Regions from separate parts of the Dromaius novaehollandiae genome. Here region 2 is linked to region 1. A link is a contact called in public Hi-C data. All regions are on one chromosome and are shown on one strand. Each heading gives the region's core, a stretch centred on a gene start, on an enhancer-like site or on the middle of the called end of the contact. The rest is flanking DNA. Distances are from core to core; before and after follow the strand shown.

Evidence for each region. A called contact is a pair of places that touch in the nucleus more often than the background predicts.
Region 2: a Hi-C map of liver shows a contact between it and region 1, with 6 times the contacts expected there. The contact joins two enhancer-like sites. A contact is called at or near these places in 3 of 4 Hi-C or Micro-C datasets (brain, liver and ovary).

Annotation. Positions count from the first base shown.
Region 1 is chr2:50,350,715-50,355,425 of bDroNov1.hap1, forward strand. No RefSeq gene overlaps it. Among named protein-coding and RNA genes, the nearest start is that of CCK, 10 kb to the right of the region's middle. Within about 2 kb of position 1,332, at least 2 of the 2 cell types and tissues checked have open chromatin away from gene starts, as enhancers often do.
Region 2 is chr2:50,506,171-50,511,241 of bDroNov1.hap1, forward strand. No RefSeq gene overlaps it. Among named protein-coding and RNA genes, the nearest start is that of EIF1B, 12 kb to the right of the region's middle. Within about 2 kb of position 2,106, at least 1 of the 2 cell types and tissues checked has open chromatin away from gene starts, as enhancers often do.

The DNA of each region.
Region 1 (4,711 bases), core at 82-2,581:
CACAAGGAGCAACTGCAAATTGTCCATGGAGGTCTGCCAAGGCAGGACAGGCTCTGGGAGATGCATCCCCCTAGTGATTCTAGTGGGGTTTGGAGAAAATAGGTTACATCAGCACACCCTGTCCAGCCCCTCATTTCTGCTTCTGGAAGCAGTACTGGTATCCGGAGAGTTTCTTAGTTTCCCCTTGAGGACAGTAAATCACATCACTAGGTAACCCAGGCTACATAAGACATCCAGAAACTGAGCTCTCTGTTCAAAGCACTGAGACAATTTCAAAGCAGAATGAAACTACTGCCTTAAACCAAGCACCGCAAGGCAAAATGGCTGATAAACTGTTGCTTCTGCTCCATCCTTGCAATATCCAAGTATCTTAAAAGCTGTACTGCATACATCTTTGCCATATGGCAGTGAGGAATGTGGTTATCCACCTGGACAGCTGGGCTGAGGGTAAGAGGGGGGCGAGGGGCTGAGAATCGCGAATCTTCAGCTCTGGCTGTGGTCATGGGGGATGTTTCTGGAGAGCCCAGACCATCAGCTCATTCCTATGAATCTCTTTCCCCCTTTCTTTTCCATATGTCCAAAGCATTGGATGGCACCACTGTATAATGCTGCAGCGCACAGGGATTTAACAGTTGCCCCCACCTTCCTGAATACATTTATTAGCAGCTTTCCTTATCGGATTGAAAAATCCAGCAAAGTCTGTGAAATGTGCCCTATGTTCCTCTGGTACAGGCAGGACCTAATGCCGGTAGCCCTCGTTCTTGCTGGAGAATTTGCATTGCTCAGCCATGCTATGACATCTCATGGGGCTCTGTTCATAGCCGCTTTAATTTGGTTAACCAGCTAAATGAACACATGGAATAGCAGGAGGGTAATGAAAGACCTCAAAGTTATCGGTGTTTAGCAACCTCCTCTGCTGTTGCTGTAGGCAGTAGGCTTTTATGTATGTAAGGATGGCAGATATTCAAGAAACAGACAATGTCTGTATTTAAAAGATTATAGAGATTTTTGTCCCTCCGAAATAGGCTTCAAGCTGTGCCGAATCCAACTGTTGTTCAATTGATGCAGGCATTTGAGAAAGATTAGAGCTTTAACAAGCCGATGACTGGGGGTTTTTTTCTTTAAGAGAATTTTAATGAACTCAGGGGAGGAGAGACAAAAATCAACCTCCTCCCCCCCCCCCAAAAAAAAGCCCTTTGTATTTTTGCGAGGACATTGTAGCATTCGCAATTTGTCTGACTTGCAAATTCCTCCACTGGGCAGCAGAGAGGGACTGCCCAGTTTGGGCTCGGCACAGGCACAGAGGCAGAGCTGCAGCTGTGAACATCTGGCTACAGCGTGTGTCCCTGGCTCAGCCGCAGCTGCTTCAGCCGCTGCATGCAACGGCGACTTTCCTGGCTGCGGTGCGCAGCGAGGGTGCAGGCGACACAGCCAAGCGGGGGAGAGCAGAGCGGGGTTCACACACACTCCTGCAAAGTGGCCAACATCCCTGCGAGGGGAGACTGCAGCACCACGGGAGGGCAGAAGGGGAGGCAAATTCACCTTGCAAAAATAGTGGCAGCTCCAGCTCCTTCTAGTATCCGAGTGCTGGGCTCAGTCATCCAAATACTGCTTTTTTACTACTTTTTTGTTTAAAGTGTATGAAACGCCAAGGCAGATGAGACCATGTAGGGGCAGGTGCAGTGACATAGCTGAGATTTCTCTTATGGCCCACCCCAGCTCCGAGGGAGACTCGCTCCTTCCCATGGCCTGAGCGCCCCTTGCTTTCTGGGATCCGGCTGGCTGCCTGCCTGGATTTCCCCTCTGTCCCACAGGGAACATTTACCGCTTCCAGCCTCCCTCTGTGGCTGCTGCATGCAGAGCCCTGCCAGAGCACAGCCACAGCCTCTCCCATGTGACATTTCATGGAGTTTCTGGGAAGCTTCTCCATTCACGGAGGTTTACGCAGCACCTGTTTTGAAATTAAATTAATAAAGCTGGAGCAGAATTAATTGAATCAAGCCCATAGAGAGAACAATGCAAAAAAGTATTGATTTGCCATTTTGCTAGTGTTAATTTAGCCCCTACAAACGTACTTCCATAGGGACGCGTTTGAGCGAGGCTCAATAAAGTATGTCGGGAAGTTGGCAACGTTAGTAAACTCACCTCCCAGACAAGCGCGGGGAGGCTGTGTGACTGCCAGCGCAGCGCATGGTGAAACCACAGCACTTCTCAGCCCAAAGCCTTCACGGGACTCAGGGAGCACAACATACCACAGCTGCAGGCGCTCCATTTCTGAAGCTGACACCTCCTTTGGGTTAAAATAGAGCAGCCTGGGGGTGGTATTCCTTAATGGCCCGATGAGCATTACAGCTACCAGGGCTGATGGAGTTTCACAGATTTGCTGACCCCCCCCCCCCCCCCTTTTACCTCCAGCCAGCACCTCCAGCAGCCGGAAGCTGAACGGTGCCTTGGCAGCTTTTACAGCCTTTCTGCATCTTGAGAATGTCTTCTGCACCCAGAGGGGTGACTGATTTTTAGGAGCAGGAGGATTTCACAAAGTCACTTACAGCCTGCTCCTCCCTGCCTCCAGGAACAGTGTTATTTTGTAATGGGACAATTCCGTGTATTTCGATGATTCCTGCTATTGCCCCCAAACTGTTGCTCCTGTGAGTGAGAATGAGGAAGACGTTCCCTGCACTGAAGGTACTGCTGAACCTCCTAGTCTGCATCTCAGCAACGTCTCAAAGATCGTGTGTTAGTTCTGAGCAGGGTTATAAGTAGCAAAGAGGGAATCAGGGCAGATTTTAGGCCTGTAGATCCAAAATTGCAAACCTGAACCTCTCCCTGCCCCACATGCCCACTCCCTGAAGCTGCCGCATCTGAGCAGGCGCTTTGATTTTGCAGCTTTGCATTGCCTTGGGGTGCACCTCCATGCAGGTTTATCAGGGCCAGGCACTGCAAAACCTGCCCAGGTGAGGTTTTCTGCTAGAAGACTCAGAGACAGGTTGATCCAAGAGGCACGTCCACACGCAGGTTACGGAGACTGGCAGCTTCAGGCTGTCTGCAAAATGCGCTTACATTTTGACAGTTTATTTCAAAGTCCGGTCAGAAGGGGGCCCCTGTTTGCCAGTACCGACTGGCTAAAGCCCGGACACGGGAAAAACATCCAAATGAAATGACCACCTCTGCCAGCAGGGATGCAGATGCAGAAATACAGCTGAGCACTCACTGCCAGGATCTTAGGGGGCTCCTGGGGAGAAGCATAACCATGGCTGGGTGCTCTGGGCTTTCATCTGGGATGGGGCAGCTCTCTCAAACATACTTCTGTTTTTAATACAGCAAATGTCATACGCAAGAGCCAAAAGGAGGGCTGACCGCTACCGAGCTGTGTTGCAGAGAGGGTGAAAGATTTGGCCAGAACCATCAGGGAAGATGATGGCAAAGACTGGACTGAAGACTCCTAAATCTTAATCCCTGTGTTTCAGGTGGTGATGACTCTCTCTTAGGGGGAAATAATAAAGCTCTGCCTTGCTGCTAATACACGCGTGGGCTGTGAATGATCCTCACTGAACCGTGGACGGAGGCTACAACATGGGAATGTAGGTACATCACAGCACTCTTAAATGCTCTATTTCCACAGCTCCAGGGAGTCCCACTCATTTCACAGTGTGCATTCGCTGAGGTATTTGGCTTTCTTAGAACAAGTAGTGTAAGGCCTGTTTTGATCATACAGACTAATTTGGGTAAATTCAGTGAAAGAGAAGTAGTGTTTTTTATCATAGTCTCTTATGAAGACTTTAATAAGTAAGAAGTTATTAAATTCAGTATGTTGTAAATCCTCATTTGGATTCCAGGTGAATCACTGCAAGTTGCTTTATTCCCTTTGCCTATTTTACAGCGCTGGCACAGCTTAAATATTAAAAGTGGCATGCACAGTGGCTGAAAAAAACCAAAAAAATTAGACCAGGTTGTGTCTGACGCTCTCCAGCATCCAGGAAACACGGCAAATGTGATTACATGCAAATGTCACACTGTCAGTGGGTTGGCAAAGAAAATAGTGCTCTGTCTTAATCACTTTCAAACCCAGACAAGCTTTGCTTGCAATGGCATGATAGGAAGAAAGTAGCTTTCACGAAAAAACATTTTCTTCCAAAATTGCCGTTTTCAAGATTTAAAATGAGCAAATGTTTGGTCAAAAGCAACATTAGTGGATGCTTAGCAGGGGTTGGGGTGTTATTTTGTACATGGGAAAGGTGCCTGGGAAGTGATTTACCTGTTGGCAGTACAGAATGGCCCAACTCTGTTAACTTCCCGCAAGCTGCTCTGGGGACCCAGCCTTCACCCCTGTGGCAGGAGTTTTGCACTGCCAAAGACAGGGCCGTGGGGCTCTTCTTACCCGAAAGCCTCGTGTGAAGTGCGGTGATGAAGCAAGGCTTGTGCACGCAGCGGGAACAGGGAGATCCCTCCGTTGTGGCAGAGGGGCTTGTGAAAGCCCCCAAAATGGTCAGCTGGCTGCATGCGGGACCCTTCACGTTCATGGGCATCTTGGGTGACTTTCAGAAGAGACGAATAGGAGGAAAAGATGTGTTACTGCCTTTGCCGCTCCACTCTACCACCTGCAGGGAATGAGAGGGAGAATAAAACCACAGGTTTTTTCCTAATGTTGACATTCTCCAGTAATGACCTTAGATTAATAACCCCCCCCCCCCATATTACATTCTTTGAAGAA
Region 2 (5,071 bases), core at 856-3,355, 160 kb after region 1:
CCAAAAACTTCCAGTGGAGCTTCTCAAGTCGAAAGCTGAGCATAGACTCAGTTGTGATATTCACTTTTTGCCTTGCAAGCCCCCATGGGCACAGTCATAAGGCAGAGGCAGGCTAACCAACACCTTGTGGAGGAAGGAGGACGATCTTCACACTGAGCTACTCTGAGATTGGCAGGAAAAGCCATGGCCACTTGTCTCTGAGCGAGCAGCAGGCAGTGAACAGTCTAGTCCCTTCCTGTGTGTAATGGACCCTAAAATCTAAGCAGGGTCTTGGCATCAGCCCAGAGCGGTTTCCTCCTCCCCACACTCCCAAATTAGGTCTCTCACTGATGTCATTAGGGCTGTATCCATTTGGTTTGGTTAAACAATGGCAGTGGTAACAATGAGCTAGAAAATTATAGAAATGAGCTAGATATGATAATGATAGCTGTGACAAGGAAAACTACAGAGGTGAGTTAGAAAACAATAGTGCATCCTACCATCAGCCCTGAGAACAGACATTGACATCCGGATGGTTGAACACATGCTAAGACAGTCCACGAGCATCTACAAATCCCAAGATGAGAGGTCAATATTCCTATATTGACCAGAAAATACAAATATACATACATTATTTTAGGAAAATGGGTTTTAAATTACCAACAAATTTCTTCAGAGACGCATCTTCCACATCTGTGCCATTTTCCATATGGCATTGATTGTGATCACGTGCCCACTGATCTGCATTAAGCTCGTTTGATGCAAGTTGATATAAGTGACCCCATTTGATGCAATTGGCTCCAGAGTTTCAGAAACTCCAATCTCATGGGCACAAAGTACTTTCTAATCTTGTAATTTTATCATGTCATTGCACTGCTGCTGTTTTACTCTTAAAATAAATAAAAAGGTTCAACTATAAGAGGGAGAGTTTCAGTTTTACAACACTCTCTTTATTTGCCTGAAGCCTGCTAAAGTCAACAGAAAGACAGCTACTTAACTTTTAACATTTACATACATACTTTTAACATTTGAATCAAGTGATGGATTAAAAATTACTCTTTATAAAACTTCAGTGCAGGAAAGAACAAGTTTCCTAAAAAAAACCCACCACCAACAAAAAAACACGCATTGACAAGTTTCATCCTTTCTTAGCAAAAATTCTAGAAGCAGTTTCCAACACTTGCTCTTTTTTCTCTTGAGAGTTTTAATAACAGTAGTTACAGTTTTGATCTTTTAGATGTTAAAAACTGGTCTCAGACTCCTTTCACGGACAAAATACCCACTGAAATCCAAAATATTGTGAGCATTGAAGGGCTCCATCTCCAGTGGGCTTCTTTGACCTCTTACAGCTGTGAGGCACAAGGTCCCCTGGGGATTGTCAGTACCCGACAGGGAGAGCATAGAGTGCCACTGGAAAGGATTAGCAGCCATACGAATTTCTGATCCCTGCAGAGACTTCCACTGCCATCTGTCATGGGTTTGACTGCTTCTTCAGTGCTGGGTCCTTAAAACTCTTTTCTGTAAAGGCCAGATCTCATGCACAGCCCCCAGCACAGTCACCCCCATTCCCTACACCAGCACTTCTCCAAGCCTGCAGACTTGGAGAGCTAAACTGAGAGAAAACAACTCCTTCCCCCCAAAAGCAAGTCGTCCCCTGCCAAGTCACTGCTCAGATGTGCTCGCTGTCAGCAACGGGGCAGTGTGAGCTGACACAAATGGGAGAGGCGCATGAAGGCAGGGCTGCTTTCCCATAGCACCTCACCCTTTGTGGATTTTCACCTGCTTTGACCCTCTGCAGCTGCCAGTGCCACCAGGAGACATCTGTCTCTCCTCTCAGGTGGTGCAGCCAAACTCTTCTCCCCACGTCTTCCATGGGGCGCTGCAGTAAACATGCATGAGCTAAAGGGCATCGATGGTACTGCACAGTAACCCTAGGGAAGGGGCATATCAAAGGACAGATTTCTCATCCTCTTCCTCTCAGGTTTTTAGGGTACAGCTGCACACAGGTTATACCTGTAACTACCTTGGGACTTAACCAAAAATCTTCCCCTCTGCATTCCCCCAGTCTAAATCTTAGTCTTTTTTTCTTCGCTTTAACATCACAAATTCTCAGCATATGCTGTCTTCCAGTGACATCTAGGGATACAGACTGGAAACAGCAACCCTACCAAATGGTAGGGTTTAAGCCTTATTAAAAACATTTAAAGCTGATAAAATAGGCCTGTTTGACAGACCAAATTTTTAAATTATGGAAAAACAAACAAACAAACCCAAAACCCAGAATTCCCCTGTCTCCCAGCAAAACCTTAAAAAAAATTCTGACAATTTGTATTCTTAATCTTTTGCTATAGTCTCATAAGTCAAGCTTATGTGTAATCTCTCAATAACTATCTGCGAAACTTCAATCACAGCACATACACTTCATGCAGTGGACACAAGACACCCAACAAGCCCATGCTTCAGCATACAACTGTAGTAAAGATCAAGGGAAAGGAATCTCACATTTCATGAAATGCACCAGAGAAAAGACACCAACTGACAGGAGGTTTTACTCTTGTACAGAGAATACAAACAGGATAAAAGCATTTCCATGAGGAACAGCAGCTCCATCCAGACAGCTTTATAGCTTGGCTTAAGGTCAGATGCAACCTCATGGTGCAGGAGCTGGAAGGAGTCATGCTCACACCGCTTGGAGCAACAGAGGTGAAAAATAAGCAAGCCCTGCTGCCGTGCCTCCTTTTCCTTACTGGAAGAGCAGACAGGATAGCTCCAGAGCACAGCCAAACAAGATCAGATAGAAAACGTGCTATGTACCCATGCAATAACTCACATCAAAGATGCAGGAAACATACAGGCTAGCTCCTTACCTTTTATGTGGACTGCACAATGACAGTCTGTTTATCCGCTCCAGATTTCCCCCTGTAAATTTAGCCTCTTGACTCTTCACAAGCCCCAAGAACAAAAGAATTCCCTAATTCCTGCACAGCCCTCCAGAGAATTAAAAAATAAAAATAAAGTACATCTTCAATGGCAGGAACATGGAATATATTCTCAGGAGAAGGAGACATCAAATTAAGAGAAGTGCTTGTGCACGTACCGGGGCTTGCATCTCCAAGACTGAAGTAGATTTAAACCTGCTTGCCTGAAAAATTAGCATGGAGAAGGAAGGGGGCGGGGGGGGGGGGGGGAGGGGACACAAACTCATGGTTTTCCAAGGTCTTTTGGCCAGATCCAAAGGAGCTGTGCCGGCTGAGGCCCAAATTTCAGTGAACAGGAAAATTCTGTAATGCCTACAGAAAACAGCTCACATTTCTGCACTGTAAATGTTTCTTTAAACTTGGCAGCTGTTAGTACCTTGCACTTTTCAAGCAGTACATTTTCTTTTCCTTTCTTAAACATTGATGGCTTCGTGGATGTACATTATTTTGGCTGCTACAAGCCCAGTTTTGAAACTATTTTTATATCCCACAAATAGAGCTTTTGAAAAAAAAAAAGTCAGTAGATGCTTTGCCAGCATCAGTACTAAAAGCTGTGACCCTGAAAATGCAGTTAGTATAATGGTAACAACTTCAGGCCAATTTCTCCAGACATATACTTGTGAAAGGACTGGAAAAAGGTCAACCCTTTTGCTCCCAGCGGCCACTTTGCCAGATCACTGAACTGCTTATAGAAAGCAGAAATTGCAAGTGGAATCTTTTGAGTCTGTTTTTACCATCTCTGCCATTTCCACTGTAAAGATGTACTGTTCACGAATTACAGCCCAGCGCGCAGAGCAAGTTGCAGGTGATCACAAGAACAGCGCCAGTTGCACCAGGCTTTGCAAAAGTTCACACAGCCTGGCCTGTGCCTTTTGCAGGAAGACAGTGCTCCTGACGGGATCATTTAGGGCATGGAAATAAACACAGCAAAAAAGACTCTTCTGGGCAGGAAATGACTTTTACAGTTCCTATTGTAACAGATGTCTCGATTTTAATGGTTTCTTTGCAGAAACATAAACACCACAAAACATCTAACTGTAGTGTTTTCTCATAGGGTCTCTTTATATCCAATTGATTCACATAAGCTTCCCTTTTAATGTCTTCCTCCTGAAACATACCTTAACAATCTGAATATTAGTAGTCTGAAATCAAACTAGAGCCAGCTAATAAAGACACTGGAAGCTAACAGATTAGAGATTACCTCCTATGGTTTAGAAGAGGGGGCTCACCAAGCAAACAGAACTGAGAACACAGCCTAGATGCAAAAATTGTCAAGTGACACATCCACTTCTTTGCATAACAGCATGCATAACCTTGGGACAGTTATATAAGCAGTATTGCTGTTTTAAGTGCATAGATGAGCACATCTCCCTTGCACTCCCACTGCCTGTGGCCTCACCCAGCAGTATGCAGCTGCTAGCAACATGGTGCTTTCTCTGTTGTATATAAAATCGTCTCCTCAGACGCAGTTTTTCTGGTGAATTTTGCCCTTACTGATATCTGAAGTTTACTTTTCTTTGTCATCTCCTCAGTGGACAACTTTGTAACTCCAACTCCCCTGAACAGGTTCATGCGTATTGTATCGGGGCTCTGCCCATCTCCCAAGTATGTCCAGTTTTCAGGGCCTCTTAGATCAGAGGAAGCACCATGTGAATGCAGTCATTCTTGCAGAGCACTCATATGATACACATCCAACAGTTCTGCATGAGCCAGGCAGTCCTACAAAGGACTACAAAAAAATTGATATCCTCACAGACATGTATGTCAACTCTGACAGTACAGAGTCAGGAGGTGTCTCAGAGCTGTATTAATCACAGCTCTAGGCTCCACATAGCATCTGCTACCAAAGTTATCTGGGGTTGTCTTCTGCCTGTATTCCAGCCTCTCATTAGCCCAGGAAATACAAATTTGGTTTGGCCAGATTGTCAGCATCTTGTCTGACTTTTCTTCTAGAATATATGATGTTAAAAAGCAATTCCTACATTTAAATTATTTTCCAAATGAAATGACAGATTTTAAAACAAGGTTGTAACAGTTCTTCTACAGTCATCACAGAATCTTGCAGTTGCAGAAGGTCCTGCTGTTTTGTTATGTCACTTGTTTATCTTTCCAAG